Regions from separate parts of the Mus musculus genome. Here all the other regions are linked to region 1. Evidence: chromatin contacts called from public promoter capture Hi-C data. All regions are on one chromosome and are shown on one strand. Each heading gives the region's core, a stretch centred on a gene start, on an enhancer-like site or on the middle of the called end of the contact. The rest is flanking DNA. Distances are from core to core; before and after follow the strand shown.

The links. Promoter capture Hi-C pulls out the DNA fragments that hold promoters and counts their contacts.
Region 2: a promoter capture Hi-C map of liver shows a contact between it and region 1, with 2.4 times the contacts expected there. The contact joins the promoter of Vnn3 here to the promoter of Enpp3 in region 1.
Region 3: a promoter capture Hi-C map of liver shows a contact between it and region 1, with 7 times the contacts expected there. The contact joins the promoter of Stx7 here to the promoter of Enpp3 in region 1. A contact is called at or near these places in 3 of 39 promoter capture datasets (hippocampal neurons and liver).
Region 4: a contact with region 1 is called in a promoter capture Hi-C map of hippocampal neurons, with 4 times the contacts expected there. The contact joins the promoter of Moxd1 here to the promoter of Enpp3 in region 1. A contact is called at or near these places in 2 of 39 promoter capture datasets (the 3T3-L1 cell line and hippocampal neurons).
Region 5: a promoter capture Hi-C map of hippocampal neurons shows a contact between it and region 1, with 3 times the contacts expected there. The contact joins the promoter of Epb41l2 here to the promoter of Enpp3 in region 1. A contact is called at or near these places in 4 of 39 promoter capture datasets (cranial neural crest, hippocampal neurons, liver and 1 more).

Annotation. Positions count from the first base shown.
Region 1 is chr10:24,833,969-24,839,013 of GRCm38.p6, reverse strand. It overlaps Enpp3 (ectonucleotide pyrophosphatase/phosphodiesterase 3), which reads left to right and starts at 2,819. Exons shown (of 25, transcript NM_134005.2): 1 at 2,819-2,998. The coding sequence starts at 2,921.
Region 2 is chr10:23,849,468-23,854,512 of GRCm38.p6, reverse strand. Vnn3 (vanin 3) reads right to left here and starts at 3,051. Exons shown (of 7, transcript NM_011979.2): 1 at 2,717-3,051; 2 at 2,476-2,606. The coding sequence starts at 2,929.
Region 3 is chr10:24,146,599-24,151,643 of GRCm38.p6, reverse strand. It overlaps Stx7 (syntaxin 7), which reads right to left and starts at 2,355. Exons shown (of 10, transcript NM_001358563.1): 1 at 2,236-2,355.
Region 4 is chr10:24,220,962-24,226,006 of GRCm38.p6, reverse strand. Moxd1 (monooxygenase, DBH-like 1) reads right to left here and starts at 2,490. Exons shown (of 12, transcript NM_021509.5): 1 at 2,140-2,490. The coding sequence starts at 2,403.
Region 5 is chr10:25,357,239-25,362,283 of GRCm38.p6, reverse strand. Epb41l2 (erythrocyte membrane protein band 4.1 like 2) reads right to left here and starts at 2,486. Exons shown (of 20, transcript NM_001199265.1): 1 at 2,303-2,486.

The sequences.
Region 1 (5,045 bases), core at 1,570-4,069:
CATTAGAGGCCCCAGTGATAGGGGTGGAGACAGAGAAGGGAAGAAAACATCAAAGACTCAAGTTCTGCAGCTGTCAGTTGCTTGATCCAACCTTAGCATCATGAAGCAAGTCTGTGGCACATTCTCATCTGCATTCATAGTAGCCCAGTGGGTAAGGAGACTTAATAAAACTTGGTCCAGTCCAACTCCTTCCTACTTGGAAAGCTACTTAATACTGTAGTAGTGGCTATTTCTGTTTGTCAATTTGACTATATCTGGAATGAACTACAATCTAGAATTAGAAGGCTCACCTGTGATCTTGAGGCTGGGAGATACAAGTTTCTGACCTGGATCTTGTCTGACCCGTCCAGCAGGTCAAGTTATTCGAGGGTCTCAAGGGGACCTTCTCCTAAGAACCAAATGGGGGGTAGAGAGAGGCGAGAACCTTGTGCAATGAACGACACATGGAAGCAGTCTGAGTAACATCAAGGTCTCACTGTATTAGCAAGGCTCAAGGTTTAAATGCACAAGCAAAAGGGGAAGTACTTCTCAGCAGGAAGAATGGGGCAGCGGAAATGCACCTCAGCAGGAGGGATGGGGCAGCAGAAAAAGAGGAAGTACTTCTCAGCAGGAGGGATGGGGCAGCAGAAAAAGAGGAAGTACTTCTCAGCAGGAGGGATGGGGCAGCAGAAAAAGAGGAAGTACTTCTCAGCAGGAGGGATGGGGCAGCAGAAAAAGAGGAAGTACTTCTCAGCAGGAGGGATGGGGCAGCAGAAAAAGAGGAAGTACTTCTCAGCAGGAGGGATGGGGCAGCGGAAATTTTTCTTTTGGCGACTACACGGGGAAGCAAGCAGGAACTTGGAGGTATCAGGGTACATCTTGAGGTCAGGACATCCGGCGCTGATTTAGGGCTGGAACAATCTGTGGTTGTTCTCAGAGCGATGTGTCGGTGGCCTGCTTTTGACCCCCTTTTCTTCTGGGGGGGGGAGGCCCAATTCAGAGATCAGGACAATAGTGTTGTCTTAATAGCTCCCAACACTTGGCATGGAGATCTTGAGGCATAGTGGCTATGAATCCCAGGAGAGTAAGGCAGGGAGAGCTCTGAGTTCAAGATCATCTGGAATAAAGCAAGTCCCAGATCCAGGCTTGGTGGTACACACCTTTAATCTGGTCCACACCCCACACCTTCTGCTGGATTCCAATTTGTGGACATTGGAAGAAGGAAGACTCTTTTCTTTGACTGCTTGCCTTGTGGGACTGAGTAGCTGTTAGAGCCTTGGACTTCCATTCATAGCTGCTGCTGACCATTGTTGGGGAGTTGGACTACAGACAAATTCCCTTCCTATATAGAGACTACCCATAAGTTCTGTGATTCTAGAGAACCCTAACAAAATACCATATAATGCAAAAAACAGTGAAAACATAGTATCTTAGTCTATCAATGTGAAGAGACACTATGACCAAGGCAACTTTTATCAGAGAAAACATGTAAGTGTGGACTTAGGTATATTTTTGAAGGTTAGTCTATTATCATCTTGCCTGGGAGCACAGTACTGGAGAAGACAGTACTGGACAGTACTGGAGAAGTAGCTTTGGAGAGTTTTGCATCCTGATCCATAGGTAGGAATATATCTATCCATCCCTCTATCTATCTATCTATCTATCTATCTATCTATCTATCTATCTATCTATCTATCTACCTACCTATCTATCTATTTATTTCTCCATCTATCTACTGAGACTGAGAGAGAGGGGGGTGGGGGAAGAGGGGGAGGAGACAGTGGACTTTTGAAACTTCAAATCCCACCCTCAAGGGACACACTTTTTCCAACAAGACTACACCTCTTAATCCATCTGATTCCTAGAAATAGCGCCACTCTCTGGTGACTAAGCACTCAAATATATAAGCTTATGGGAGCCCTTCCTATCAAACCACCACACATACTATTTTGTCGTTTGCTTTAAAATAATTCTTAAACTGTAGACATTCTAAAATGTAAGATACACTCCTCTCATAATTAAAAAAATCTTTATAGTAGTTTCAGAATTTCTATTATAATCAAACACATTTTATTTTGTTTTAATTACTTAATGTATATTGTGTGTGTGTGTGTATGTTGGGGGCGGGGTGTGTGTGTGTGTATGAGTGCAGGGGGCCTTGGAGGACAGAGGAGGAAATCGGGTCCCCGGAGCTGGAACTGCTGAGCAGCCTGACAGAGGTGCTGAGATCTGAACTTTCTCTGCAGAAGCAAGCAAGAGCTCATGACTGCTGAGCTGTCTCTCCAGTCCTCCAGTCCTTTAATAAATGTACTAGCTTGCAACTGCAGCATGACATCTATATGGATGTACAAACTCCCTGTACAGGGCTTCTTGTCAGCCTTTGGAAGATTGAGATAGGAGGGCTTGGAAAACCACTCTGACTAACATGGTATATGATACTGCCAAACACACAAACAGAAACAAAACCCAGAAAGCAACCGAGCTGGGGTGGAGCTCAGCTGGTATGAAGCCATGGATTCAGTTCCCAGCAATTTGTAAATTGGGGGACACATGATGTAATCCTGGTGCTTAGGAGATAAGAAGTGACACAAGTTCTTTCCACAGACAAAAACAAAACAAATGAGTAGCTTTTTATAAGTGTGATTAATATTCTATTCTTGCTATCTACATATCCCGATTAGTATGCATTATTACTTCTAAAGCTGTAAAGAACTGCTGTCCACAATGTCCGAGAGAGAAATGGACTTTATTCTGTGGGCAACGCTGTTTGTTAACAAGGCTTTTCCCTCTTCAATTGACCAATCGCTACAGAGCTCTGCTTTTCTCCCGGATTTAAAAGTCAGTCACAGCTGGGGCAGGCAGGACAGTTCCTTTTTCCCTCCCCAGAGGGAAGAAAGAGCCTTATTTTCTGGCTAGACAGGTTTACACAGCTACGGGAACAATGGATTCCAGGCTAGCATTAGCCACAGAGGAGCCCATTAAGAAAGACAGTCTCAAGAAATACAAGATCCTTTGTGTGGTAAGCAAAACTGTTCATTTTAGTCTTACAAGCTTGGTGGCAGATTGAAGTGCCTGCCTTCCCACTTAGGCTTGCTTGTGTCGCTATTAAGTCAGAATGTGAAGTAATTGTGTCCAGCATTAGGTTTGTTTGTGTTGCAATTTAGGTTAGAATGCTAAGTTATTGTGTCCAGCATTTCTGACAGAAATCTGAGACCGTGCTGGACTGATTTTGTTTTCCACGTGTTTATAATTAGAGCGCAAGCAATTTTTGACTGGTACGAATACTGTACGAGCAAGAATTTAGCAACTGAAATCACTTGACACATACGTCTTAAGGATCTGTTGATCTTTATCAACATTTCATTCTGTTTATTTACCATGTGGAGATTACTTCTTTTGCTTCCTTCCTCACTTTGCTCTGTTCCCCCCCCCCATATGAATTAAGTGCTCCTTTAGAGACTAATCCACCCCCCTCCCCTGTTTCCTATCTGAATGTCCCTAACAATACATGAATGTTGTTGAGGGTTTTATCTTTTTCTTTCTTTTTTAAAACGTTCTCTCCCCCTGCTTCCTGGATAATCTTGAAACGCTCGTTTCCAAGACATACTTGCTTTTTGACGGACTTATCTTTATCTTCATTGAATGTTACTCAAGACCTCACTCTACATCCTTCTTACCCAGTGATCTTTTCTTTAGGCAATCTGTGTGTTCCCCTGAGATGTTAAATGATACCTTCCCCCAACCCAAGCCACCATCATCTCCGACTTCTTTTTGGATGTCTCCTGCCTGACTACTCACCCAGCACCTCCAGCCAAAACCAAATGCAGTATTTTTTTTCACATCTGGCTGGCTGCAGCTGCTCTCAGATTCCTCGGGCTAACATATGTCAGCTCTCCTTTCTGTTTCCCAAGAAAGGTCAAGCAGTTTGTAGCTATGACCCGTGAGGACAACAAATCCTCAGTAGCTCCTCAGAGTTTATCTTTCCAGGACTTACACAGCCCTCCTTGCGGCTTTCTTGCCCTTACCTTTGTCTTAGTTTGTCACTCAAGGAATCAAACCCCTTGGGAGCTAAATCTGGGTCCTAAATGTATTTTTAGATTGTTCTTTTCTTTTTCTTCCTGAGGCACCTGTGGGCAGGCACACAGGCTCAGGTTTCTTTCCCCAGGACACTTCCTACTCTTTCTCTAGAGACACTGGGTTTCAATGGGGCCTGGGGCTTGTGGATTAGCATAATTATGCTGGCCCTGGAGCCTTGAGGATGCTCCTGGGCCTTCTGCAGCTGTGCAAATGGACAGGCCCCACCCTGATGATCTGGGTCCTTGTGTTTATAATGTAAACACTGAACTGAAGGAGGGTAGCTCTCTGGCCCAAGGATATAGACATTTACTCTTTCTAGCACATTTTCTTCTTCCTTATTTTGGGGTAGGGATTGGGGGTGGTTCCGAGACAGGGTTTCTCTGTGTAGCCCTGGCTGTCCTGGAATTCTATAGACCAGGTTGACCTCGAACTCAGAAATCCACCTGCTTCTGCCTCCTAAGCGTGTGCTACCACTATCTGGCTTCTTCTCCCTTATAAGGAAGTTCACTTTTTTGTTTGTTTGTTTGTTTGTTTGCTTGTTTTTTGTTTTTTGAGACAGGGTTTCTCTGTCCTGGAACTCACTTTGTAGACCAGGCTGGCCTCAAACTCAGAAATCCGCCTGCCTCTGCCTCCCGAGTGCTGGGATTAAAGGTATGGGCCACCACGCCCGGCGGAAGTTCACTGTTTTAAAATCGTATCTGGAAAAGGACTCTAATTGTTCCATTTCTTTCTTTCTTTTAAGTTTCAGTGAAAACTTTAAAGGTTTCAGTGGGTATCATGGTACAAACCTGTAATTATAATACTTAGGAGGTAGAGGCAGTAGGGTCAGCTACATACTGAGTTTAAGGCTGGCTGGGCTGATCTCAAAAAGCAAACAACAGAACAAAACTGAAAAATAACACACTTACAGATCTCTACACATCCCTCCTATACTTTATTTAGACAAGCTGAAACCAAATGTTGGGCTCTACATGTTTCAGAATGATGTT
Region 2 (5,045 bases), core at 1,802-4,301, 980 kb after region 1:
GTGTGTGGGTATCCAGGTGGAAGCTGGAAATTGATGCGTCCTGCCTACTCATTCTCTGTTTATCAAGACAGGGTCTTTCACTAAACAGTTTGCCAATTCCTGCTGGTGTGACTAGCTAAGTTTCCCTGAGAATCCCCCATCTCTCCCTCCAAAGTACTAGACTACAGATGGCCTCTATGCCAGCCTGGCTTTTGTGTGGGTTCTGAGGATCTGAACTCCAGATATCGCATTTAATTGGCAAGTGCCCTATCCATTGAGCCACCTCCCTAACAGTTCCAGGTTGTTGTTTTGCTTGGTTTTAAGTAGACTCTCGGTGTGTAGCCCAGGCTGCCTTTGAGCTCAAGAACCAATTTCTGCCACGTTTTTCCTGAGTGCTAGGATTGCAGTCATAAGCTCGGATACCCAGTTGACTTCCTCCTTTTTGTTCTTCAGAGCTGAATGTTCATCATTGGAACAATTCAGTGTTAGAATTTCATAAGCCACTTAAGCCTTCCCGACTTAACAGAATTCAAGCAAGCATGACTATCGGATTTACGGGCACCTTCTCTTCGGAGTGTCAGCTCGAGTGACCTCATAGAGTGAGGTATGTGTTAACGCATGCAGTAGAATGACAGCAAGTAATGACTGCCTCCTGTGCTGGGAGAAGCTTTCAGGAAGAAGACACGGAGTCACTCTCCTGCGCTTCCTGGACACACAGATCATGTGACATTTGGAAAATATTTTCCCAAAGGTAGAAGTCTCAAGGTGAGGCTTGACTCAAATAGCAGAGCTCAAATATGGAAGCTTTGGATTTTCTTTCCAGCTGGCTTCAGGGGGCCAGAATTATGTCTAAAAGCTCTTCCTCGGAGCAGTGGTTCTCAGCCTTCCTAACACTGCGGCCCTTTAAGACGGTTCCTCGTCTTGTGGTGACCCTCAACCATAAAATTATTTTTGTTGCTACTTCTTAACTATAACTTTGCTGCTGTTATAAATCATAATGTAAATACGTGTGTTTTCCAGTGGTCTTACATGACCCTTGTTAAAGTGTTTGACGCAAAGGGATCACAACCCATGGATTGAGAACCACTGCCTTGAAGGCAATAGATATGAGTCTGAACGGGTGCATGCAGATATAAAGTTGGCAACTGAAAGCAGTTTTAAAATTTCCCTACTTAAAAAAAAATCACCTGTGAACTATGCTAAAAGGTAAGGACACCAACAAATCTATCTCATCTTCATTTAAATTAATAAACATAATTTCTTAATTAAATATATATTTTAAGGAAGTTATGCTCAAACCACACTTATTAATAATTTCTAAAATCTCTATTAAAAAAGTTTGTAGTAGTTTACACATGTTTTCTTCTACCAAAAAGAAGTCGTTGTGACCTGAGATGTTAAAAAGAACACTGCAGGGTAAAGGGTCACACACACCATTTTGTTTGACATTCTTGTCTATTCTATAAGGAAAGTAGGGATGGAATTTCATTGCACTCATATTATAGACAGAGAAACATTTGTGCTGTGTACCCATCCACTCAGCTGGGAGGTAGTAAGATGTGGACTCAGAAAGGAAGCTTCCTGTTCAAGCCCCCTGAAACTCCCATGCACCTTACTGACTACTGTGGAACCAAGGTGACGGCACGGTGTTAGCAACACAGGCTCTGGAAGGGTTAGCTTGGGAACCGTTCACAGTTTCCCCAGTGTTCTCCCCTATGGATCCACTCACAAGCCTAACCAGTGTCTTCCTGTAGACTCTCAGGTGGTATATTTATATTATCTAAAAGCTGGCCTTAGATTTTTCAACAGTTTCCAGTTGGACTTCCTTCAGCCGTGATACTCACCCCCTTCTCGCTCTCTTCCCTTTCTCCCTCTCGCCCCTGCCTGCCTGTCTCTGTTTCTCTGTCTCTGTCTATCTCTTATCTCTCTGTCTCTGTGTCTCTCTGTCTCTATCGCTCTGTCTGTCCATCTGTCTGTATCCATGTCTTTACAGACAGTCATAGGTAGTTGTTTTAATGTGTCTCTGGACCTTAGAAACAGTGACTGGAAAAGAAAAAGGAAAAGGAAAAGGAAAAGGAAAAGGAAAAGGAAATGGAAAAGGCAAAGGCAAAGGAAAAGGCAAGGCACACAGGCTCCTTAATCATTTCACTCTTCTTGTGAAGGCTCCTGGGCGAACCCACTGACTTGCACTTGAGAGCTCAAGTTCCAGAAGTACCATTCTCACTTGGCTGAAACTTAGTTAAACATACTTGTGGGGAACAGTTCACATGCTAGATTTTAAAGAGAACTGTTGTCGTAATGAATCAAGTATTCTTAGCCAAAGATATTTGCCACATGAAGGCACAGTGAGTAGCAGACACTATGAAGCATTAGGCCAGTGCCACAGACTGTCTAATCATCAGAAAAAAATAACAAGTCAAGCCTGGTGACATTACTGCTCTATCTCATCGTTAACTCTTTGTTGACAGAGTCATTTACTCTTTGGCATGATGTTACCTCCTAGGGTCTCTACAGGGAATCCAGTTCACTTCAGGGTCTGGTATATCCTCTAGGTAGGGGTAAATGGTCTCCCTGGTGAAGATCCAACCATAGATTCCATCTTCTGGCGTCACAATGATATGTGCACCCTGCTCAAAACAGACATGGAAAGAAAAGTTTCCTCATCATTTTTAAATATCTACATTCTTGTCCAGCTGCAATCAATATCCCATCTCAGACATGAACAAAAGAGTGTTACCTGTCTGGCTGCCAGCTTGATTGCACTCTCCAAAATGTCTATGTTCTTGTTTATCAGGAGCAAAGCCTCTTCAGTGGAAACAGGACTTTCAGTTTTGTTTGGCAGTATAACAGCATGTTCATACACAGCAGCAATAAAAGTGTCCATTGAACCCACAGCCTGGGCAAAGAAGACAAAACTCACTGCCCATTGAGGAAAATGTAATGAAGCCATAATTAAAATAGAGTGATCTCTGAAAATCAGAAGGTTCTTCTACTGTATCTCAGTGGGAAAAAAAAATATTCAGACGCAAGTCGTGATGCCAGCCAGCTGCCTGTGAATATATTATGGAACACGGCATTGAGGAACAGGGTTATGCAAGATTGGCAGAAGTTCAGAATTGCATGAGCATGGGTTTGCAGCAATTGTTGACATTGCTCAGAGGCCAACTCATCTCTAAAAGGGAAATCACTGAACCAACCAGTTGAGTCCATACTAAACGTACTGGTCAAGTTCTTAATTGGTGTATTTTTAAATTAAAGGTATTTTACTAGCACACCAATATTCCCATTAGTACAGTAAATACTGTGGTGTTCTAGAAGACAGCTATCACATCAACAATTTGTTGAGGATTTATACTTATGGCTGCAATAGGGACAAAACAGTCTAAGAAAAGCCTGAGGGTTTTATTTTAATTAGATTTGTTTTGTTTTATTTGTATGGGTATTTTGCCTCTATGTGTGTATCTGTACCAAGTCCATGACTGGTCAGGTCAATCCAGGAAGGTCAGAAGACGGTGTCAGATTTCCCCGTGGAATTGGAGTTTCAGGGGTTATGAGTATTGGTGGTGACAAGGATACTGAGAAACAAATCCAGGTCTTCTGAAAGAACAAGTGTTCCTAACTACTAAACCATTTCTCCAGCCATCCTTTGTTTCATTTGAGAATTTCATACAGGTCTATAATGTGTTTTAGTCAAACACACAAATCCAACCCCCATTCTCACACCTCTTCTCTCTCTCTCTCTCTCTCTCTCTCTCTCTCTCTATATATATATATATATATATATATATATATATATATATATATATATATATATATATATCAGGTCCAAATGAGTCCAGGTTTTCCATAGTTGATGGTAGGGGGAAGGAGTCTCTAGGACAGGAGCCTAGAATAACTTTCCTCTGAGAGGCTCCACCCAGCAGCCAATGGAATGAGATGCAAGACTCATATCAAACATTAGATGGAGCTTGGGGAGCCTTATGGAAGAGCTGTGGGAAGGATTGAGGGACCTGAAGAGAACAAGGACTCCACAGGAAAACCAACAGAGTCAACTAACCTGGACCCTTGGGGGCTCCCAGAGACTGAATCACCAACCAAAGAGCAAGCATAAGCTGGACCTACCTAGGTCCCTGCACGTATGTAGCAGATCTGTAGCTTGGTCATTATGCAGGTCCTCCAACAGAAGAGAGGACTGTCTCTAACTCAGCTGTCTGCCTGCCTGCCTTGTCTGCCTGCCTTTGGATCCTGTTTCCCTAACTGGGCTGCCTTATCTGGCCTCAGTGAGAGAGGATGCACCTAGCCCTGCAGAGACTTGATGTGCAGGAGGCAGAGTAAGGGCTGGGGGTGGGCAATACCTAGAGGGGAACTCCCCTTTCTCAAAGGAGGGAAGAATGCAGAGAGGATTTGCATGAGGGGTACTGGGAAAAAAAGGGGGGCTGACATTGGGATGTAAAGTGAATAAATAAATTTAATAAAAATAAAATAAAATTTGACCAAAGAAAGAAAAACAGAAATAAAACCTTATCTTTCTTCCCCCAGCAGCAACCAATTGCCACCTTCTGCACTGGAGTGAGACTTCAGCAGCCTCTCCTCCATCCTTGCTGAATTTTAGGCAGCTTGATCTAGAGTGGGTCTTATGCAGTCTATAGGTTCTGAGTTTGTGTGTGCCAGGGCCCTCTCATGTCCAATGTGCAAATGCAATTCACTGTAGATGTTCACTATTTCTGGCTTTTACATTCTTTCCATTGCCTCCTCCACAGTCATCTTTGATCCTTGGGGAGGTGAGTGATTTAGATTTGTCATTTAGAGCTGAGCACTCCACTCTTTCTTACTCTCTGCATGTGTGCCAGTTATGGGTCCCTGTGTTAATCAATGTAGAAGAAGAAAAGGAGGAGGAGGAAGAGGAGGAGGAGGAGGAGGAAGAAGAAGGAGGAGGAGAAAGAGGAGCTTCTCTGATGAAGGTTAAGAAATGTACTAATCTACATATGTAAAGATACGATCTTAGGGTGAAGTTTATTTCTATGTCCATTTAGAATAATAGTGTTAAATTCTTTTCCTAGGGTCTA
Region 3 (5,045 bases), core at 1,106-3,605, 690 kb after region 1:
CTGTCTCAAGACTGTGTGGAAAGGGCAATTTAAAAATGAACAAAGGGGATTTTGATACAGAGTCTTGAATGTAAAACACTACCCTGTAGTTACTAATGGACATACTGTAGAATCTTGAAGACTTCCTCTGAGCAGACACTGGCTTAAAATTTAGCCTGCTCAAATCAAATGGTCAGTTTCACTTTCTTAATCATGAAGCCCAGCATAAAATATGAGTTTCCTCCTTTGTTCCCCAGGTTTTAATTTTTGTGTGTGTGTGTGTGTGTGTGTGTGTGTGTGTGTGTGTGTGTGGTGTGTATGATGTGTGTGTATGGTGTGTGAGTGTGTGTGGTATGTGTGTGCAGTGTATTGCGTGTGTGGTGTATATGTGTGTGTGGGGTGTGGTGTGTACGTGTGGAGTGTGTGTATGGTGTGTGTGTGTGCTGTGTGTATGTGTGTGTTTGTGTGTGTGTGTATGTGTGGTGTGTGGGGGAGTGTAAATCTTGGACTTAGTCTATTCTCTAAGTACTTGGCTACAAAGTAGATCCTGAATAAATGTTGTAAGTCTGAATGAACAAGTGTACCGATTTCCTATGAACACATGCCCAGCCTAAGAGTAAATATAAACATTTCTAAAATACTGTTTCAGGCTTATTGCTACCTGGGCTTTTCTCAGTGTCCCTTTCTATCTGTAGATGGCCCTTTCCATGATACACACCCAGCCCCTTTGAGGACTAGCTCTTTGTCTCAGTAAGGTGTTATCACACACTAAAGATGCCAGGTCTGAAATGAGAAGTCTCTATCAATGTAACTTCTACTTCAAGCGATGCATCATACTTAGAAGATGGGAGCATTCACACTCTTTGTTTTCAATTCCTAAAACAAACAGGAGAGGAATCATAGGAGACAATCAATCATGAGGGTGCTCAATCTTCCATATGAGTATTCGGTCCACAAGTGCATCTTTGCCCAGCTCCTTCATCAATCCAAACGCTACACTGTTTGGTTTCAGCTTAATTAACCAAGATTTTTTTTCCTCCACAGTTTCACACATTAATATTTCAAGTTACACTGAACCAGAGAAAAATCCACACAGACTTAACTGTGGGAGTTTTATCTAGCAGTACTAGTAGACATAGAGGTAATATTTCCCTGCAGTACTGGGGACTGAACCAGGGCCTTGTGCACACACCATTTAGTGGCATATAGCTCAACATAATTATTCATAATTTTCCACCAGCAGCGTATGGATGAACTTGGGATAATAATCAGAATTAGAAACGACTGTTAATCAGGAGCAGCATAAGAAGTGAGCTAGCTGAAGGAAAAGAACCCAGAGGTCAGTGAGTTAATACTGTGTTCTATTAACTTCCCCAGACACTGGGAAACTACAGCCTCGTTCTTAACTAGTCACAAGCCTGGGGGCCAACTTCGAAAGCAGCTTGCAAAGCCGAAGACCCATCGGCACCACAAGGCACAATTTAACAGTGTTATCAATCTCTGTTCACTGCGGCTCAGAGTACACCTAAAAGAAATGCCTACCTCCAACAGGACCAAACCAGTGTTTCACAGTTAATTCCTTTTATTTTCCTGATTGTGGAAAACTTGTAAATAATAATTCCTGACAAAATACGAGATCTGACGCAATCAAAAATTGATATATGCATATAAAATGCAAGCAAAATTTTAACAGCTATAAGGAAAAATTAGCATTTGACTGTAAAGCTTCCTTCCTCTTCCCACCCTCGTCCAAGCTTTTTTTTTTTTTTTGGTCTGAATTTAACCTAGAAAACACATATGCGAATTCTCGAAATACCTTGTTACCTTGTTATGTGTCTTGCATAAATCAATTGAAACGAGCACAAGGTAGGTCAAAGAAAGTTAGCTTGTGTGAGTAAGGCCAACAGCCAAGCAAAGGCCCTGGGCCGCGGAACGAACCTGTGGCCAGATGACCAGGGCCCATCGCGTTTCCCTTTCTGTTCTTCGGAGGAGAAGTTGACAGAGAATGGGAACACGGTCGTAGCCTGCCAGGATCTGGCGGTAGTATCCGGTCCCCAAGGCTCCATTGCCGCGCGCCCCGGTGCTCGCACGTCGCGTCCCGGAGTCCGGAGCGGGGCGTGGGAGCCCGAGAGGGAGGCGCCGGCCCTGCGCCCTGGGGAGCCCCGCTCTGCGCACCCCAAAGCAACCACTAGCGAGCTGCAGTTCTGAGGTGTCCCTCCCGCCCCCCTCTCCCCCGCCTCTGCAGTCTCCTCTTACCCTGACCTCGCCGGCTTCCTCGGCCACCTCCAGCCGCTGTCACCCGGGGGCCCACTGCCTGGCGCAGCCGGTCTCAGCTGATGGGCGGCGGCACAAGCACGCCCACTGCGCATGCTCGGGGCACAGCCCCAGGAAGGAGGAGGCGGGGCTTGCGTCTCTCCCATTGGCCAGTGACAGCTGAAGCTTGGAGGGACTGGCAAAATTGCTGGGGAGCCAAGCTCTGATGGGTGACAAAGTGATGTCTATGGGCAACAGAAGAGGAAGCAATACAATAGAGAAGAGCTGGGTTCTTTATTCGGAGGCGCCAGACTCCCTGGACTGAGGGAGCACTCTCAGCTTTTAAAGGTTCTGTTTCCTAACCCTCAGCTCTGTGGTAGACTTGACAACTCCATTTTTAAAATGTCACTGCAAAAATGTCAAGGCAATCCTAGCTAAAGCCCCGGAAGGATAAATGAAAGATAATCTCCTAATGCCCACTTGATAAAGATGTTTTCCTGGCTCATAGTTGGTATCGCATCCTTGAAATACAGGATGTGGTTTTCCCAGGCTTTAAGAGCACACACTGTTCCAACAATAACTCTTCAAGCATGTGACCTCTCGGATGAGAAACATCAGTTGTTCATGTGAAAGAAATACTTTGCCAAATTAATTAGAATAGATTGCCTTGGATTTGCCTATAATTAAGATGGTGTTATTTCTGGAAAGAGCATGAAAACACATGATACCAAAAGTTCGATAGACTTCAAGTGGAGGTAGGGGGAATCCATACTATTGTGAATCAGAACCACAGAGCAAACTGTATGTTGGTTGGTTTTACACCTGCAAGCATACGTAGATGACTTAGGTCAGACTCAAACACAGCGTCTTCTCAGTAGGATCCACCCAGTGGATCAAAGAACATGTACTCATTTAAAGTCATGTGATTCAGCTCGGGCCATGGTGAACTGTTGAGGTTTGCTGTTTTGTCCAGCACTGGAAATTGAACCAAGGTCCTTGGACATGAGAGGCCTTCACTCTGTCCTCTATCTCCAGTGGTTTTTGTTGTTGTTGTTGTTGTTTTTGAAACAAAGTCTACACAGGTTACCCAGATATTAACCTTGAACTCACTCTGTAATCCAGGTAGACCTTGAACTTGCAACCTGCCTCATCGTTCAGAGTACAGACCTGTATCATTGTCCCGGGTTGTTTGTGGTTTTGTTTTGAGGAATGAGGGATCAAACCCAAGGCCTCACATTTCAGGTAGTTGATCTACCCCTGAGTTCTACCTATCATCTCCACTGTGAACTTTTAGAAGTATTAGTCCATCATAGTGACATTGTATGTTTTCCAAGATACAGAGGAAATTCAAGTTTTTCTTTGAAATCTCTCCCTTTTTCAAAATTGTTTTATTTTTAAAAATCATTCTTTGACAAGGCAATAACCTCTAATAGAAAGTCATGTTAGCTGTTAAAGCTACAGAGTCCCTTTTAGAAAATCTGGTTCTGTTTCCTCATAATACAGATTAAGGAACCTGAAACACCAAACACTTCTAAGTCACACAGGTAATTAGGAACAACAAAGCCTTAAGTGTCCTGTCCAGACTCTTGAATCCTTCCTGCCACCGGATCCAGACAACTAATATCTGCTGAGAGTCTATTCTGAAGCAACTATCAAGCCTTGCACTACAGATTTCAAATTGAGTAGAATATGGTGTTTTCCTATCTGGCAGTGGTACCCTCCACATGACACCACATGCTGAGATGGAGATTTATACAGAGCCTAGCGGTAACCCAAAAGATGACTGCCTCGCTGTAGTGTCAGTAGTGGTTTTTGAAGTAAAAACAGGAACGAAATTTTTAAAAGTTATATAAAAGTTTCACTGGAAGACAACATGGAAAGGAACATCTCAGCCAAAGAAGAAGTGTGCATGTTTATTTTCATGTGTATAATTTATAATGTGTAAATGTTTACTTTATTTGGATAAAGCATGTTGCGTGAACTCAAAAGTCAAGACCCTAAAAATGCAAATGAGATTCTTAAAGCAAATAGCCTCTGTCCCACGTTAAATGACTGATGGGAGTTGAGCTACTACAAGATATTGAGGAAAGGTACTAAGTTCTCTTACTCCCTGCCACATAGGAAAGTCTGGGAGAAGAAAATTAAAGGGAAATACTACAAAGAAGAAAGGCAATAATGTAACAATATCATGCCCATAATGTAACAATACCGTGCCCATAATGTAACAATACTATACCCATAATGTAACAATAGCAGGCCTCCATAAAAAACTTCATCAGGGCTGGAGAGGTTGAAGGGCCCCACTAAGGCAAATAAGATGGAGAAGGGGTGAGGTTAATGTGACAAATATTTAAGAAGACTTGTACAACAGCTGGGTATGGAGAGCTAAAGAGAGGATTTGTGACATGGACCTGATATCTAGCGTGCTTTCCATACGCCCTTCCCTACCACTCTTGCTGGAATCTTGGGCTGGGTAGAGAGGGCCCTGGAACTCAGAGACCTCTAGGTTGTCCTACTAGTCACTGGCTATACTGGGGCCAAAGCTGGGCATTCCAAATCAAATTTTGAGATTGCTCCAAGTTGTCATTTTTTAAAAAGTATAATAATTGGATTCCTTCCTAGTCATTTTAATTCAAAGAGAAAAATTAAGTATAATACTCGGCTAAACGTAGAGGCTCAGAGAGTAAATGGATCCCAAAGACATTCCTGACAATTGTAGTACTGTATTTTATTATTTAGTGGCTATTTAATGGCTCAGTAAAGAAATGAGCATGACTTAATTTGATCCAACATTTCTGAATATATTTCATTAT
Region 4 (5,045 bases), core at 1,241-3,740, 610 kb after region 1:
GATACTGTTGTCCAGCTCTTGGTGCATGCTGTACTTAACACTAACGCCCCAAGGAACCGATGCTTTTTGTGTCACTGTTCTATGCAAAGTCTCTTCTCACTGGAAGCAAAATTGCATGAAATACAAAGTCTACTAATAAAATCATATGTCCCATTAAAGAAGCATTGGTTTGAGCATAGTTAACTAAGGCACACCTATCATACCACTGTATGAGAAATCTTAAATAAATATCTAGGGAGGAAAAAAGGCTTTAAGGATTAGAAAATAAAATCTCCCACTTTAGATTGCCAGCTGTAATCAGAACTTTTTTATTGATATTATTAATATTTTACCTTATTAGAGAGGTTTCAAATAGGCTCTCTTGCCACCTAACTACTTAATGTGTGCCCTAAAATCAGAAGAATCGCTAATTAAATGAAATGGTAAAGGAAGTCAGGCAAATAAGAAGCTGTGTAGCTCATATATGAAATCAAAGAGTGTATTTCTGAAGCACCGGAAAATAGAAAGGGCGATTTCCCATCCATTGCACATACAGTTGTCCATTCTTAATGCGTCTCACGTTAATATATAACTACTGCTTTAAGAAGAGTTCAGAGTTTCTAAATCAATCTGAAAAAACACTTGATTCGTACAAAAATAAAAAGCAAATACTCTTTGGTTTAGCAAGATGTTTGTGATGGGCGCATTAGCAGCAGTTGGGTCAGGATCCTTCCCTTGGACTTTCATTTGATAACTAATTGTATGGGCTTTCTAGAAATGCTGCTGTTTGGACAAAAGTAGTATCACGTTGAATTTTAAAGTGTACCAGATCGCTGTTACACAGCAAGATGCCTCATGCCCACTTCTATAGGCTGTGCTGGGATCATGATACTCTACAAAAACAGCTTTATTTTCCCCCCCTTTGGTTGCAATAGGTATTAAAATAAGGTCGCATCTTACTCAGATCCTGGTAGAGTAAGCTAGTTGGCTAGTGAGGCCTGGGATCAAATTCTCAGCCATCAAATCCCATATCAGAGATGATGCAGCATCAGAAAGGCTCATGTAAGGGAGGTCAGCAGGCTGCACTCTAGCAGAGGTGCACAGCGCTTACAGGGGATAGCAAGGAAGTGATGACTTGGGGAGAAGTAAACACACACGGCAGGGTGGCTTGAAAATTCGAATTGCTGTCAATTTGTTTCCAGCCAAACATTTCAGCGTCAGAACCGAAGCTATAATACGATAGCCCCTCAGTCAGAATGCTGTGAAATTCCATCTTAGAAGACTGGAGGAAGTATTGAGCTATACACGCTGAAATTCACAAGGGGCATTCTTATGCTGCTCAGAAGTTTTCCTGAGGCTTCTTAGCTAAGGTTTGCATTCTTGCATGGGAGTTGGCCCGTAAGAAAGTGTGTATATCCACTATGACCCATATGAAGTTCAGTACCCAGGAAGTCGAGCTACAGAATTCTGTTCGTTTCCCTACACATAAAGATGCCTGGATCAGGTAGCATCTACCAGAACTCTCTCCCCTAGAGCTAATGGGCAGGGAGCGAATCAGATGAATTTGTCGCCTATTAAAGCGGAAAACCTATCCCTGAATAGAGGGCTCTGCTTGGAGACTCTAGGTTGTGCATGGGTCGCTAAACCTGGCTTCCTCGAGAGCTGTTAATAACAAAACTTCCTTAAGCAAGTTTTCAGGGCCCTTCATTCATCTCGTGCATGCTCTAGTAAATGTTGGTGCTGCTCCTGGGATGCCCCCAAAGCCAACCACTGGAGACTGCGATTCCCAACCTTAGACAGGCAAGTGCACACAGGTCCGACCAGTTAGGTCTCAAAAGCTGTGGGTTTTTTTTTTTTTTTTTTTTTTTGATGGGGTGGATGGAGGGGAATGTGTGGTCTGTGCACAATGGTCGGTGAAGTGGGGCACCAGGATGCGAGCTTCCCGAAGAGGTAAACTTCCCCGGGCGAAGACTGCAAATGACACAGGCAGGGACCCCAGGGCAGGCTCGGATGACCCTGGGGCAAAAAGTGGCAAAGGAGGTGAGATGGACTCTGCTGCACGGAGCCCGTATCAGCCTCACCTTTGGGTGGACTGCGCTGCCCATCGCCCTTCTAGGGCGATCCCAGCGCAGGGAGCTCCCCGAAGGGACCCGAGCTTACCTGGAGGTAGGGCCGCCCGTGGGCCACTCCGCCTACCACGATGTCTGCCGCGGCCATGCTCCCGGTGGGCGAGAAGCCGAAGCCCACGTAGCCGTTCGTGCGTACCTCCAGACGGAAGGCCAGCCTCTCGCCCTGCCGGCCCCAGTGCAGCCAGTACTTGCCTTCGGGATCGAGGACCACGCGGTGCGGGTACGAGCGGCCCGGGCTTCCCGCAGCCGTCGCGGGGAGCAGCGCCCACAGCACAAGCAGTGGCCAGCCGCACATCCTCCTGTCCCGCGCCGCACCTGGGCTGCAGCCACTGGGGGGCGAAGACCAGGGAGCCCAACTTGGGACCGCCCCGGGGCTGGCCGCGCCCGCCCGCTGTCCCCGCCCCCGCTGGTTCTGGGTCCTACCAGGAGACTCCCCAGCCTCTCCCCAGGCATCCACCTGCTGCCACCGTGTATCCTATTTTGTCCCTGAAGTCTGGGTTAAGAGGGCAAGAAGGCAAGGAGCTTCCTGGAAGAGGCGGAGAAAAGGGGACCCAGCCGGGTAGAAGAAAGGAGGGAAAAAAAGGAATCGATGTGCAGACTGGGAGGGACCTAGGAAAGGAATTGGAAAGTGATGGGATAGAAAAGCATCCCTCTCGGGACCATGGGAGGGAAGAGACAGCTGGGAAAATCTGGGGTGCGGAGGAGAGAAAGGGAAAGCACCCCCACCCCCCAGATGGAAACTGCGCAGTTTGCATCCCTGGCAAACTTTTGACTTTTGACTTTCCTCACTGGAGCTCGTAGTGATGCCTGCTCATCCAGCAAGGAAGGCACACCCTCATCTTCTTCTCCCTTCTTTCAGTCTTTCCTCTTCTGGGAGGAGGCAGGGCTGGGGAGGGGGGGGGGTGCAATTCTTAGTTCTCCTGCTGATTTAGCTTTCCGTCGGGTTTTGATTTCTTCAGTTTGGTGGTGAAGGAATGATTTCTGCCTATACAGAAGAGGATTAGGTCAAGGTCAGCTTTCCTCTGAGTCCCTTTATCCCTCACTCTCCAGCCGCTGCCGCCACTGATCCTTTTAAGTTCTGGCCATGGTCTTGTTAGTCTCAAGTCTTGCTTGGCTTGTTGGTCTTTGAACACAGCACTCCTGTATTCCAGATGCTCAGTACTCATACTGAGGGCACATTAGATTCCTCATTAGTTTATATACACTTTACCATATTTCAGAAGCAAACTCTTGTCTGATTTAAAAAAAAAACAAAACAAAACAAACAAAACAAAAACAAAAACCAAATAGGATAACAAATACCGGGAGGACAGACCAAAATACCGATAAGAATATAGATAAAGCACACTGTTGCTCTCTGTACTATTTCTATCCAAGTGTATGTAGATGTCAGTATAGGATGTGTGTGTGCGCGTGCGTGCGTGCACACGCACGCACGCATGTTTCTATTGCTTAAGGTTTCTATTGCTTCAATCGAAACCACGACAAAGCAAGCTGGAAAAATAAAAGGGTTTATTGGACTTATTGCTGTTCATCATGTAGAAAGTCAGGGCAGAAAGTCAAGCAGGAAAGAAACCTGGATGCAGGAGCTGATATTAGAGGCCACGGAAGGGTGCTGCTTGCTAGCTTGCTCCTCTTGGCCTGCTTTCTTATAGAACCCAAGACCACCAGCCCAGGGATGGCACCACCCACAACGGGTTGGGCCCTCCCTTATTAATAACTAATTAAGATAATGGCTTCCAGGCTTGCCTACAGCCCCATCTGATGGAGGCATTTTCTTAACTGAAGTAAGTTCCCTCCTCTCAGATGACTTTAGCTTGTGTCAAGTTGACACAAAGCTTCAAACAAACACAGTGTGTGTGTGTGTGTGTGTGTGTGTGTGTGTGTGTGTGTGTGTGTGTGTGTGAAAGAAAGAGAAAGAGAGAGAGTTCGTGGTGTGTGTGTTTGTGTGTGTGTGTGTAGTATGTGTGCTTGTGTGTGTGGGGTATATGTGTATGTTTGTATGTATCTGTGCATGTGTGTGTGGTGTGTGTATGTTTGTGTATGTAGGTTTGTATGTGTGTGTATGTTTGTGTATGTATATTTTGTGTACATATGTGTGTATGCATGTATATATGTATGTATCTGTGCAAAACCTGTATATCTTTAAACTCTGTTAGAAGGTATCAAGCTTAATTCTTTCTGAAAACCAATTTATATTTATATGAAGTTAACTATTTAGTGTGGAGCTGATGTTGTAGAAAATTTCAAAATATTGAAGTTAGAGCTCTGATTTAAAGATGAAGTAAAATCTTGCAACACGGGAAATAACTATACACACTTAACTCCTTTTTACCTGTGTTGACTAGAGTACTTCAAAACCTTCTGATCTATTTCTCAAGTATGCCCCAAATCTGCCACTTTCTCTATGAAGAGAAATGTTTATTGTTCTAGTTTTCCAGTTTATTATTCCTAAAATAGCCACAATGATGTCAATTAAGTTTTATATTAATATGTACATTATATATAAATATAGTCTTTTCTGAAGGCAATTTTGAGATGGAACTGCCTCCTGAAGGATTTGGGCAGCTGTCTGGAGAAATAATTTGTTCCCAGATAAGAAGGGGCCACTGTTCACAAGGTTAGCCGGTGACAACAGGACAGCATGAGAAAAGAGGGATGTGAGGATCTTGGGTCAAGTTAGAGCTAGCAGAGTATTGAGAGAAGTGGAGCAAAGGGAACAGAGCCCCAGTGCAACTCTGGGGAGGTACTGAGGACAGCAACAGATGGTGGCAGCCTTCCAACTTCAACCATCTACCAGGCTTTGGCTGATGTTGCTGGATTCCACCGGGAAGAAGGAGTGATGTCGTTAGAAAGAGTAAGAAAGCCAACGATGGAGACAAGAGAAATGGGCTGCTATGTCACCGGAGGCAAGCTTCCTATATTGAGTATCCTGTG
Region 5 (5,045 bases), core at 1,237-3,736, 520 kb before region 1:
TTCTAAACTCGATTCTTTAGAACTGGTAATTTGAAAGAAGTAAACCCCAAGAACATTACATTAAAAAGCAGAAGATGCCAGGCTCACCAACTCAGGTCAGCTGAGTCCTCACAAACCTAAACACGGTCCCTCTCGCCCAGACTCACACGTTACATGAAATGCACACAAACAAAATGTCCTAAAGCCGTGTCTCCAGGTATAGCAAACTTCCGAGGTCCCTTATTTTTCTGTCTGCAGTTATTTTGGGGTGGGGGTGGGCATCCGTTCCTGGAAAGCTCCAAATGGGCTTCTTTCTAATTGGACCTAAGAATTCGGATTTTAAAGATCCATAATCAGTTACCGTAAAACATCCCACAGCAGCTTACATTTCTTACACAGAAACGTATCACTGAAAATCTATTGCACGGCGTTAAATAACAGCTGAGCTTTGGATTCCTTTTAACAGTCTCCCTCTCATTAGACTTCAAGAGAGCTGATGGCTCAATCCAGCCACACTTTTTTTTTTTCTTGCACACAGTGTCCTACTTCTACTAGAGGTAAATGAGTGAAGAACTGTTAGGACTAGATCCTTCTTACAGGGGATTGTTTTAAAGGAGAGGGGACCGTCCTCTCCTGTTAATGAGCAGCCTCTTGTTCTCAATAGGCAGTTTGCAAGCAAGACCACTGCTGACTTCAATGGGAATTCTGCCTCAGAAGTGGAGAACACAGAATAGGATTAAACTGGGCAAACTTCACACCACTACTTCAACTCCTCCAGCTCTCCAAAGGGTACAAAGACCTCTGAGGTTTGATGGTGGCTCTCAAACCAAATTATTGAAATGATCGCCCTAGCCCTAACAGGTGACATAGCCTTTCTCTCTCTCAAAGTTATGTCAAACTAGCAACCTGAGGGGGCTGCTGGTGCCTACCAAGATCCAGGATAACATTGCAAGGCAGCCCACCAGGGGCTGCAAGACAAACCAGATTTCTCACAGCAGGAGCCTGCAAACAAACTGAATAGCACAGGAAAACCTGTACAAGCACTGCAACTTCTAAACTTCATCTCCCACAGCCAAGAAACGGATCGAGTTTTCCTCAAATCCACGGGAATGTCTGACAGGGTAGACTAAAATGTTGCTAATGCAGCGTGATAAGGCAATGAAGAATACAGAGATAATGAACTCCCAGAAAGAAAGAAAGAAAGAAAGAAAGAAAGAAAGAAAGAAAGAAAGAAAGAAAGAAAGAAAGAGAGAGAGAGAGAGAGAGAGAGAGAGAAGAAAAGAAAAGAAAAGAAGAAAGACAGACAGGAAGGACTGAAGAAAAATGAGTGGAGAAAACTGAGACCGTTTTTGTTTTGTTTTGTAGCTAATCACAGAAACAAGAACATACTGCCCTGCACACCCCACATTTCACATGCAACAAAGTTCAAGAAACAGAGAGAATCTTGATTCCCAAAGGAGGAAATGTAAGTACAACTCCCCTAGATGCCACCGTGCCTACCACTCTCCCAGGAACCTTAAAAATCAGGGACAGCTGTTCAGGTGACAGATTTTCTGAAGGGCTTCCTCATTTTGTAAGGAAGCTCCACGGAGACCACTCCCCAAAATAAGACACCGGGGGAAGAGGGCGCTCTTCTAACTTCACCCCAAATAAATAAATAAAACTTGGCCCCGCCTGAGGCTGGCGTCTGGGGACATTTAATGACTAACGTCCACCGCAGACGTCTGGGGTTGAGGATGGGGGATCCCGAGATGCCAACCTCAACGCCACCGACTCGGTTATTTCCTCCTCGTAGCCCCTGACCTGCAGCTCACCTAAACTGCTCCCACCCCTCAGCTGCCAGCGCCGAGAAAAAGAAGCCATCGGGGGCGGATGGCCTGGTGTCCGAGCTGGAAGGCTCGCCGCAGAAAACGTGCGAGGGTGTCTGTCCTCAGCTCCAGACCGCACAGTGGGCGGCGGGGACAGAGGGTCGCCCGCGTTGGCCCGACCTGCGGCGCGCGTGGGGCTGGGTGGCTGGCGGGGCGCGCTCCCTCCCCGACTCCCGCAGAGCCCACGCGCGCCGCGGGCCCGCGTCTGGCGACCCTCGGGAGAGAGGGCGCGGCGAGCCCCCGGCACCCAGGATGGAGCCGCACGCCTCGGCAGGGCCGGGGCGCGAGAGCCCGGGGACGCCGCCGCGGTCCCCGCCCGGGAAGGAGAGAGACGGGCCCGCGGCCGCCCCCTCCCCCGCCCGGGATGGCCGTCCGGGCTTCCTGCCGGGGTCCGCTTCCCGCCTGCAGCGTGTCAGGACCCCGCCCGCCACTCCGCAGCCCGCTCGCCTCCTTACCCGGACACCGCCCCTCTCGAGCTTGCTCGCCCCGGGAACGCGTCCCGTTCCAGCCTCGGACGCCGCCGGCCCTCCGCACCCGCCGCCTCCACCCTCCTCTGGGTTTCAAATTGAAATTCCCTGACTGGGGCCGTCAGAGAACTCTCCGCGCAAGCCCCGCCCCCTCCTGGCGGAAGCCCCGCCCTCGTCCCCCGCCCGGCACGCCCCGGGCGCGGAAACCCCCGCGGGCAGGCCACGCCCCACGGCCAAAGCCACGCCCCCGGCGCCTGCTGGCGTGGGAGGGGGGCCTTCCCGAGGGGTTCGCGCGGCTCTCGGGCCCAGTGCCCCGCCGCAGGGGTGCGTTTCGCCCTCGGAGCGACCCTGGAGATAATGACAGCCAGTGCACGTGTGCGAGGCGTTCTTTCTGAGTATCTTGGCCTTAAATGCCCTCTCAACTTCGAAAAGTTCTTTCTTCGGAGTGCTTTCACTAACCAAACCTTCACTGGATGCCTTTTTCGTGGTAGACGGTAGAGCAGGTCCAGGAAACCGAATAAGGAAAGCCGGGTCCCCCCTCAGTCTGCAGTGAAAGAAGTGCTTTCACAGGATAGGCTTGAAAAGAATCCATTTATTCTTCCTGTGGGAGAGGCAGGAGAGATTGGGTAAACCCTGTGGAGGAGAGGCGCTTTGATGCTCAGCCTTACTAGTCAGGATATCTCCCGGCAGAGAATTGAGAACCTAGCTTGCAAAGTATAATGGGGATAAGGCAGTGACAAAAAATTAAAATAAAAAAATACACACACGTGATATGTATATATTATATATATGAATGATATAGATAGATAGATAGATAGTGGTAAGTTTTACACATTAGTACAATTAGACCTCAATCTCTTCTACTTATTTCATCTTTTCTGAGCATTGCATGTCAAGCTGTCAGAGTGGCAGCCCACTGCCTCCAGCATCTTCAACCCCACCCTGTGTTCTTCTAGTCATTTGCTTCCTCCCACCTCTAATAAAATCTTTAATGATTCACCTCTGCCAATTTCCTTCCTAAACATTGTAAAATTAGCAAGATCAAATTAACCATCAGTAGCAATGCCTTGCGTGTGGATACTTCCCAGGTAATGGCACACATGCAGGTGTTTTATCAGCTGGTTCCTCGCTATGAAAAGGGTACCTACATCAAAAAGAAAAGAGTTGGGGAAATAAATTACTTGCTAGAATCATCCTTGTAAATAATAAAATTATTGCTATAATAGCATTTGTTGTGTGTCAGGAACTTGAGTTGACTTAGTTGACTTCAGTCCCAGACGCTAAGAACACAAGGAGAGTTTGATAAGCTGTTTAATGAATACTGGAATCCTGATTACATACATTTCTAGCATAAAGAAGGCTTGGAATAATTGGTGTTGCTTTTCTGTTGCTATGAGGAAATGCCTGAAACAGATAACTTTGAAGAGATTTCCTCATGGCGCCATAGGCTTCTGTCCTTGGTCACCCAGTCCTTTACTTTGAATGGGTGGCAAGGTATCACGGCAGGGACCACATTGAGCAAACTACCTCATGGAATCTGAGAAGCAAGAATTGAGAGACTGAGGTCCTAATATACCTTCCACTGACATATACCCAGTGACCTAACCTCCTCCAACTAGGTCTCACATGCAAAAGTTCCCACCTCCCCACAGTATCATTAACTGGGGACCAAGCCTTTCAACCCAAGACCTTCAGGGAAATAATTAAGACCTGGTCCACAGAGGCAGCTCCCATAAACCAAACTTCAAGATCCAGTACTTTCCAAGACATTGAAATTAAATATCTGTAATTTGGATTCCATACTAAGAATAAGACATATTTCATTTTTGTTTGAGACAGATGTTCACCATGTTGATCATGTACTGGCTGGTTTGGTGTGTCAACTTGACTCAAGCTGGAATTACCACAGAGAAAGGAGCCTCCCTCGAGGAAATGCCTCCATGAGACCCAGCTGTAAGGCATTTTTTCAATTAGTGATCAAGGGGGAGGGCTTATTGTGGGTGGCGTCATCCCTGGGCTGGTAGTCCTGGGTTCTATAAGAAGGCAGGCTGAGCAAGCCAATAACATCCCTCCATGGCCTCTGCATCAGCTCCTGCTTCCTGACCTGCTTGAGTTCCAGTCTTGACTTCCTTGGTGATGAACAGCAGTATGGAAGTGTAAACTGAATAAACCCTTTCCTCCCCAACTTGCTTCTTGGTCATTATGCTTGTGCAGGAATAGAAACCCTGACTAAGACAACCACACTTGCCTAGAGTTCCTGGGCTCAAGTGATATTCCTACCACATGTAGCTAAGACTACAGTGCAGGTTCATACCACAGTGTTGAACCTGAGTTCAATACGTAAGTTTGGGGCCCATAAAACCTTGATCCACATAGTCCCAAAGGTGGCTTGATGAGGACCTGAAATCAGAAGCCAACATCCAGGTAGCAGCCAGGTATAGTACTGCAGGTGCTTATAACCCTAGCACTTTGGGGTCAACATTAAGGGATGAGTGAAGCTTGCAGACAAGTAGCCTAGGCCAAAACACAAAAGGACTAAGTTCAGAGGGAAAGCCTGCCTCAAAAGGAAGAAGACCAAAGATGATAGGACAATTGACACTCTTCTTGGGGTTTCAAATACAGATGAATGATTTTTAAAATACCAATGCAAACTTGTAAAATGAACATATGTATAAATAATAGAATATAATGTTATTATAAAAAAGATTCTTATATAGTATTCTCTGCTGCA